Linked DNA regions of Oryzias latipes: region 1 is linked to region 2. A link is a contact called in public Hi-C data. All regions are on one chromosome and are shown on one strand. The core of a region is the stretch at or near the end of the contact, and the rest is flanking DNA. Distances in the headings are between cores, read along the strand shown. Region 1 holds the start of LOC101155832 (actin-related protein 3). Region 2 overlaps LOC101162908 (nck-associated protein 5).

Evidence for each region. Hi-C and Micro-C count contacts between places; a contact is called where the count stands out from the background.
Region 1: a Hi-C map of gastrula embryo shows a contact between it and region 2, with 1.6 times the contacts expected there. The contact joins the promoter of LOC101155832 here to the enhancer-like site in region 2. A contact is called at or near these places in 2 of 5 Hi-C or Micro-C datasets (embryo and gastrula embryo).

Annotation. Positions count from the first base shown.
Region 1 is chr2:13,256,472-13,260,874 of ASM223467v1, forward strand. It overlaps LOC101155832 (actin-related protein 3), which reads left to right and starts at 2,872. Exons shown (of 12, transcript XM_004066523.4): 1 at 2,872-3,062; 2 at 3,431-3,486. The coding sequence starts at 3,019.
Region 2 is chr2:13,181,933-13,186,715 of ASM223467v1, forward strand. The region is part of intron 4 of LOC101162908 (nck-associated protein 5); the gene reads left to right. Among protein-coding and RNA genes, the nearest start is that of LOC101155580, 59 kb to the right of the region's middle. Within about 2 kb of position 2,954, at least 3 of the 8 cell types and tissues checked have an H3K27ac peak or open chromatin away from gene starts, as enhancers often do. A contact at or near this core is called in gastrula embryo, where this site is marked.

The DNA.
Region 1 (4,403 bases), core at 1,622-4,121, 74 kb after region 2:
GTCATGACAGTAGCAAGTTACAATCAAGTTCTAGAATTACTGTGAATGGAGTTGATAAAGTCTGACTGACATGTCTTGCTTAATCCCACTAGACACGGACTCATCTATTAGATGCCTAAATCATGACTATTTTAATGTTTACAGCCATAGATATGCATTATACATCTGGTAGACATCGATTCATTGAGGTCTATTGCACATTGTGGTTTAGATCTCCAGCAGATGACTTTCCCACAGCTAATCGTGTTGTGGTTCTATCATGCCTAGTGCGTTGTAAAGCCATTTGGGTCATGTCTTCACCGGGCAAAATGTCTCTTAGATAACAAATATACATACATCTATTGTAGATGTCCACTGGACATCTCAAACAATTCTCTTGTATTTCTCTTTTAGATGTCTAACGATAGGGTTCTGCATATAGAAGTCTCCTACACATTTACATGTAGACATCTAATCTTTGGATGTTTTTAGATGTCTTTTAGGGCACTTTTTTAAACATTTACTTGCACTGCATTATTTCAACCATCCATTCATCTTCAAAACCCACTGAATCCATTTTGTGGTCATAGGATTGCAGGTTCCTATCAAGCTACTGTTGGCCAAAGACGAGGTACACCCAGAACAAGTCACCAGCTTGCAGGACCATTTTTATGTTGCTATCTGAAAGAGCCATTTGGGTTTGTTTCTAAAAATCCAGTGAGAGCTTCAAAGTCCCAGTTTAGAAAAACACATTTTATTTGTTTCTGTGCCTGTATTTACAATAACTGTTGTAAATAATACTATTTACAATTATTGAAGCATAAGTTTTTATATGTTTTCTATACATAACTTATTTATTTTTTACTTTAACAGAAGCCCATTCAAGTTCCTTTCAAAATAAAATACACCCAGATAAGTGTTTCAAATTAGATCGTCCTGCTGCAGCAGATCAAAACTGCTAGAAAAGCCAAGTCAAATGTGTTTCTATCATTTTGACTTTGGTGTGCCATCATTCTTTTTCCTTTTACTATCAAATATAAATATGACAACACTTTGTTTCCCTAATTTATTCAACTAAATGCAATTGTAAACTTCAAGACTTTGCGTCTGAACAGCAACTAGACACTGTTGTGCAGCAGAAGATTGGAAAATGTGCTTTAAACATATTCTAATAATAAAACCACTCTGACAATACATTACACCTACATCATTTTGTTCCATAATGCGAAGAGTTGACATTCTGAACAGTAGGATTGTTGTTTTTATGTAAGTTTCTGAGACCTTTAACTCCAGGTAAAATTCAGTAGAAATGTTCTTTGTGATTACTAGAACAGCTGCATGATGGAGTAATGGTTAAGGTCCTTCACCTTACAGTGAAAAAAATCTGGGTTGAATCCCGGCCGGGAACTTTCTTTGTGTAGTTTGCATGTTCTCCCTCTACAGGTGTGGATTTTCTCCTGCTTCCTCCCACAGTTCAATAACATGTTCCATAGGCTAACAGCTGTTTGCAAATTGCTCCTGTGTGCGAATGTCGCCCTTCGACCTGATGTACCCCAGCTTCAACTGTAGCTGGGTAGGAACCTGGAAACCTGTGACCCTAAAAGGGATTCAAGGGGTTGGGAAGATGAATAGATGGATGCAAAATCGCAGTATTTTTATTTCTAGTAAATATTTGAAGAAGTACTTTAACAGACGTAAAAAAATAACCTTCAAGATTATCTCTACAAGATGTGTAGGAGACCTCTATATGCTAGACATCTAAAAGAAAAACAAAATATAGTTGTCTGAGATGTCCATACATACATGCATACATACATCTACAATAGATGTATGTATATTAGTCATCCAATAGACATCTTGTGCCTGCTGGGATGTGCCATACAGTTCATACAGTGCAGCTTTTTTATGACATAAGCATGATTTATCGTCTAGTGGGTCTTATAATGCGGTAAATACAGTTCATGTTGCAGCAATGCAAAGAGGAGGTTTTGCTTCAGGCTGTAAGGTGTTAAATACTCTGCACTAAAGCAAAACAGAAGGCAGGGGACAGAAGATCAATGAAAGCCTGTAAAAATCTATTGTTTTGCAGATTCTTCCATCTCAGGAAATATACTTTTACAGATGAAGCGTGTAAAATAAAATAAAGCTGAAAGAGCAAGTTTGTGTGGGATTACAGAAAGAACTGCTAGCACTTGAATTTCTGAATCTGAGCTTGTGCTCTCTCTGGTGTTCAAGTTTGTCCATTGCAGAGAATAAAGGTGAAAACTGTATTTTTTCAGTCAACCAAATATTTGGTTAAACTAACCATCATCTAAAAAATTTTTTTAGCCAAATTCAAAACAATTGTGTCGTTTTCCAGAACCTAGTGTCTGCAGTGGCAGTAGTTCATTGGAAATTGGCTCCTGAAATGGACTTTTGATGTGGAGTAACTCCGTCCCCCCTTCCCTCCCCCAATGCTGAGGGACGTGGTGGCTTAGTGTCCACCATATTATTTAACCCCAAAAATTAGCTTTTTTTTATAAATGGCACCCGAAGCTAAACATTAGTTTATTTAAATAGGGCAGTATACTTGAAGTTTTTTATACTATCTATATATTGTAAACTTAGAACATTCCAAAGTAGTCTGAAGAAGTATTCCATTAGTTTACTTCTACACTACCCGAATATGGCAGTATACTTGCTATACTTATACTCAACTATAATTTATTAAAAAAAAAATCAAAAAGTACACATTTTTTGCCAGGGGCACTTTTTTCGCCTGCTCTTGGTTTACACCAATTTGATTTGAATAAAGAAATATTCTGAAAAACAAATTTTACATTTTTTCAGTGCAGTAACACATTCCGTCCGCTGGTGGGCGATGTTGCTTCCTCAAAGCTGCTGAGTCTGCAGAGAAGAATTTCCACCGAACCCGGAAGCGCTCTTGAAGCAGCAGGGTTTCATTCAGGCTGCAGCCTCGCATATTAGTTCCCAATAAGGCCCCGCCGGTGACAGGCGCTTCGTTCATCTTTTTGTAGATCAGATTAAAGGAGCGCAAACATGGCTAGTCGACTCCCGGCTTGTGTTGTTGATTGCGGAACTGGGTGAGTAACTAGAACGAGAAGCTAGCTTGCGTTAGCCTGTCCGTCAAACCCGCAGCTAACGCCCCGCAGAGCAGCTCTTGACAGCTACAAAGTATTTCTTCACTCCTTTTGTTCTATTCTAGTGAAAAATCGGGGGTATACCTATAAATTGTCCTTATTGTTGTTACATTTTAATTTAAGTGTACCTTTTGCTCCGTTCATCGGCTCCGAGCTAAGAAAGCTAAGCCTAAGGTACTTCCTGGAGATTCCAGCGGCCATGAACGCACCACCCAGTTTCTTGCTCTTAAATCAAGTGACTGGATAATTTGGGGAACGCGTTTTGAGTTGAAATGAATGACAGTTACGTAAAGCTGTATTTTATTTTTCAGGTACACAAAGCTTGGCTATGCAGGAAATACGGAACCTCAGTTCATTATACCTTCATGTGAGTAACACTGACGAAACACTTGATTGGTTGGGGGCTGTAGGCTAAATAGGTGTCATTCTAAGCTTAGACAAAAACGCTGCTTTCAAGATAGTTTTATTGTTGTAGGAAAATGTAATTTGAATAAAACAAAGTGCAGACATTTCTGCATTTTGAGTTACATCTACACAGTTTTCAGTTCCCATTTTGAGGTTCTTAAAAATAGAAATAGGAACTTACAGTTATGTCATGTCTAAGTTCAAACGTACATCACTTCCTTCTATTTTTTTAAACTGCTCATTGAAAAGGTTGCTAGACGTTAATTCTAGCAAATTAAATTATTAAAATTTAATTATTTTGGCATCATTTCGACATAACCTTTACTTTTTTGTCCTTGATTTAATGTTTTAAACTTCAGAGTCATAGTTTAAAATGGTGTTCTTAACATGTTTTGGCATTTTTGATGATGGAGGACATGTATTAAAGAAGGTTAAGCTCACGAGTATTTCTGTTTTCAAATCGTTGTGAATCATAAGCAGATTTCTAAAAAAGCCATTTGAAAGCATTTGTAGTTGTGCTGTAGAAACTATATTTAGCGAGCCATAAGCTCCTTGCTCCGCTCCATTCTGATGCATCAGGCGTAGAGGTCCATGCACGTCTTTGTTTTCCTCATCCATGTGAAATCTGGTTCAAAATTGGTCGGTTGGACAGCTCCGAAATGGCTCGCCATTTTTGAAATTTGAAGTTGCACCATGCGGATGGGAGCACCAACACCTTGGAGGCAAATCTTTAATAAACTCTGCAGAACTTAAGTCCAAGAGAAAGGGATTAGGGCTGAAAATGACACAATCATAATGAAAAGACCACAGGGAAAATGGCTCTAAAGATAATTGGAGTGGGCCTTCAACCAAAAAAAACAAACATTTTATTCATTCATT
Region 2 (4,783 bases), core at 1,704-4,203:
ACAAAACTTGTTACCATAACACAAAAACAAGTAATTACCATTCATGTGAGGGAACCTGAGAAACTGGAACTCCCCTTGTGATTGCTGTTTGCAATTTGTCACTAACAGTCACAGCCCAGCAAGGTAAGGTCTCAATATAGAGTTTGGAGATAGCTCATGCATCAACTTGAATTGAACAAGCAGTTCTCCTGTAGTTGGAGCCACACAGGTCTACAGAGTCCTGACCTCAGTCTGATTGAAATATTGTTAAGGGATATGATGAGCAGAATATCATTCAAAGTACCGGATAGGAGAAAATATTGTTGTACATCTTTAGTGTAAGGTCATGTGTTCTCAGATAAGACATATTTATTTATGGTCAATACCTATCTTTTATTTTGCCCTATAAAGGAATCTCCTTTTTTCTTTCTGTTGCTCTTACCATTCCCTCTAATTATTGCCATGGTTTTCCTTTTAGTAACTTGACCTTGAAATAAACCAGAATGATTGAAAGCGAGACTCAATACGCCAGGAAGTGTTCAGATAATGCCCTCCTCCTAACTTTCCATACGCAGGCTGCATGAATTCGCTCTTTGTTGCACATCTGCTGAAGTGTAGCAGCAAATCATAAGTCGGAGCTGACAAGATGCCATAATTAGGCGATAGGCATTCATCCCTTTACTTGTGCGGGATTTCACATTGACTCCTTATCTTCTCATTAAGTTGGGAGAAAAAAAAAATCTTGAGCAGAGTCGCCAACAGGGAACGGTATGAAATATTAAACAGCCGTTACCGAGATTTATTGCATGTATAAAATGTTCCATTGATGACTTTGGTGTTCCTTTAGTTCCTGCTAATTTAAAGGTCCTGTAACAAGACAATTTTAAAGGCAATTGTTTAATATAATCTCTACAAGTTAACTTTCTTTCATTTGGTATGTCTTGAGGAGACTTGTAGCCTCTGCTATGATCATTTAGGGGTCATTCCCAAGGACCCGTGGTCACCGTTCTGTAAATCATGACACAGCTCTACATAAACCTGTCCGGAACAGATCTTTATCATCGCCTCTGCCTACTGGACCTGACTATATGCTCTATTTTGGATTTGAATGATGACTAGCCAGATGTGGCACATTGTCCAACACAGTTACCAGCACTGGTTGCCAAGAAAGTGTGAAAAGGTTTGTGGAAATACACGCCAGTTCTGCTGAAAAAACGGGGTCGTCGCTACAGCAGTTACAGCTGTATTTTAGGGGGAGCACAGGTGTTTTGCAGTGTTCTTAAGGCTTGTATGACCACATTACGTGACGTAATGGAAAAAGAACATAGCATGTATATTGTGAAGTGTTTGTAAGGATAATGTAAGTTACATGCACTTATGATGTACGAATGATGTTGTGATACAATGACCTTACACCTATCTAACCCTAAACCTATTCATGAGTAAGGTACGCGAACTGGCTCCTTACTCACCGCACGCAAGAGCTTCACGCATGGCATGTGTAGGTGATCAATAAGTGCCCATAGGATGCCCACACAAACTATACCTCAATTACTCAATTTTTTAAATTCTAATAGTCAGGCTGTGCACAAGGAGTATGCAGTTATCTCTTGAACAGCCCTAACGAGCCCCTTGTGCAGTGCGCAGGGTTTTGGGTGGGTTTGAACAAAGGAAAAACCTGTACAACACACGTGCGTCTCACCTACTTCCCCTTATTTAATACTTGTTGTTTGAGTGTTCCCAACAACCTGTCGCTAGCAGCATGCCCAAAAAAAATCTGCATTAACATTCACACTCTACGGGTTTACGAACGTCTACAACCCGGATATTTCCTGCAAGCCACCTGTGTGCCCTGTAGAGATTTACCCATTTTTTTATCTACCTGTAAGGGCAGTTGTGACAAAGGCCTAAACTGGATGCAAGAAAAGAAGGGATTTTACTGGAAATCCAAAGTTTTTGCAGTAAGCAACCTCAATTTTATATCTTATCTAACCAGCTAGCTACCCAAATTCTCTAAATTTGCAGTTAAGAACCAAATCTGTAGTGTGTTTCCTGCTACCCAGCCCCAAGTGGATTAACATGCTTATGTGACAGCCAGTAATCTGTGGCATTGGTGGCAGATGGGACATTAGTGTGGTCACTTTAATAAGCAATTTCCACACCAGTAAACAGATGAGGAAGGAACAAAGGTAGCTTAGTCACCCAACTGCCTTCCCATCAACCTTTGCCCCAATAGCGGCTTTTGCAGCCTCAGCTTGGTGCAGGTTTTGCACCAAGCTGAGGCAAATATGACGTCAGCCTGCAGCAGTCATTTGTATTTCTGTTTGGTAAACCCCCTTCATCCACGTGCACTGATTGATTAAAGCGGGTTATTTGTGGTGCTTTAAGGTAATAGAAACCTTCGCTTAACAATGTGTCAGTGGAGATAAGACCCACAAATCATGTTAAACGAATGTCCAATCGTTTAAACAGACCGGGATCTGTTTGACCTCAGGCCATAATTGATTTGTGTATTGTTAATTAATTGGGCTAGTGCTTTAAGTCATGAGCATGGGTGGGAAATCGGAGGCCAGAGAGGGGATTTTTGCAGGAGACAAATACAGCAAATCTCCCAAATGTGCTTTATACTGCAGAGCAGTCAGGTTTGACTTAATCTTTTTTATTGAGCTTGAGGCTTTTATAAGATAAAAGTAATGAGATGGTTGTAAGGGGTGTAATCAAACAGCATTATCCACACAAAACAAAAAAATCTGAGGATTTTTAGCATTGAAACTCTTTAAATGGGAACCTTTCTTCCACTTTCACACCTGAGATCCAATGATTCCACAAGAGGCTGAACTTCAGATAAAGCTTGTCGCGCACAAAAATACCCTCCCCCAAGCAGTTGAGTTTTTACACTGTTTTGGGTCACATGTCCAACCCCTTTTGGCTTTGGTCAACCACCCTCCAACCCCCCTTCCAAAGGATTCCCCACCATTCGCAAGGCCTGCCGTCGTTAAACTCCTGCGGATTAGTTGGGAGACTCGGCAGCCTCCTCAGCCCACCCTGGGAGTCCCATAACTCAGATATTTAAGAGCCCAGACAGGAGAGGTTAGTTTGGAGGAAAGATGGGCGCACTTCAGAAGACTTCAGGGCTTCAGTGAATGAGAACGGTAAATGAACTGCAGAGGTGGAAATAGAAGCCATTAGTTGTACGTAGATGTCTTTCCTGCAAGGACTGTCCTTGTCCTCGTCTTCACCGACACTCTGACAGGATGACCAATGAGCAGAGGAGAACAAAGTGGGGGGCCCTGACTCTAGCCTGAAGATGAGAGAGACCGTTTTAAGGTAATGAGCTGCAGAGATGTAGTCATATTTCAGTTTTTCAGTGATAATTGTTTATTTCTATCCACTGCGTTCAGCTTTTGCTTGCTGGCTCTAAAATACTTTCTCTCTTTTGTGAATTATACATCTCAAAAGGAAATAAGAGAGGTTATTGAGGGTTATCTGTAGCAAAGTGGTTTTGGTTTGATTACCAACCTTGGTAATAGATAAGTGTTCTTGGGCACGTTGTTTCATTTTTTGATAATGGGGAACACATATAAAGCAACTTAAGATTATAATTGCATGTCTTAGTATTTATTTATTTACATTGTTGTGAATCAGGACCAGACAAAAAAAATGCAGCTTGTAAAAAAAAAAGTTTGTAGTTGTCACGTAGACGCTACAGTCGGCGGGCCAGAAGGTGCCTGCTCCGCTCCATTCTGATGCATCCACTAGTAGACAACTAGATCCATGTCCATCATCGTTTTCTTGGCATCTGACTTAAATTGTGTTTGCCCCAACATTAGTAGCCCGTTTATTGTGCCAGTTGTTTTAGGTAGGGGTTGCAAGGGGCTGTAAGATAGCGGGAGAGCGTGTAAACAAACGGGTGACAGAAAGTGGAGGTGGGGTTGCTCCACGGACACAATTTAGAGGCAAATGTCCACTAAACTCTGCAGGAAACTATGTCTTACAATATTACAGAGGTTTTGCGATTTTGGCTAAGAAAGGCAAAATCATAATTAAAAGACTTCTGGCAGCACTTTTACAATGGATCAAAAGATGATTAGAGTGGGACTTTAAATCAGTCCCTGGTAAATGTTGCTAAGAGTAATCTGAAATTTTGTTAAAAGAAGTAAAAACATTTGTTGTTTAATATCATTATTCTGAGATACCCTAACCCTATTCCTAGTCGCCTTTACATCAAAAACCCATTTTTTACCATTGAAAGATTGCAGTCCTGGACTTTGCAGCAGGATGTGGGAGACACACCATAGGACTAACAACAACAGCAGGCGATGAAGGCTGTTTGCAGATTTACTGCCAACCGTTTCTCTTTGCACATCACTCAGTATGCTCAGTATGTGAGAACATGTCCTGAGCACTCGCATATTCAACACACGTGTGTATTTAAGTCATGCACCAATGATGTAAACAGGCACGGACGGCTTTTCAAGTCGAGACGTGTTGTTTGGATGGTCACGCTTAGGTTGATCCCCCCACCCCTCCTTGGTCCACAGAGGGAAGTTTTAGAGCTGTGGAGTGTGCTCGCACTCATGTGCTAGTCTCATTACCATTCCAACAGGCAGTACAGCTGGACCGGGAAAGGATAAGGCACTCTAAGAGGGAGCTGTTTGTAGTAGGGGTGTGTATTGATAAGTCTTCCACCTGTGTCTCACGATACAATATGTGTCGTGATACATCTCAGGTGCAACTCGTTCTTATCTGGAGCCCACTACAAAGCACCACAATCTGTGTTTTTATATGGTACTGGCAGTAACTT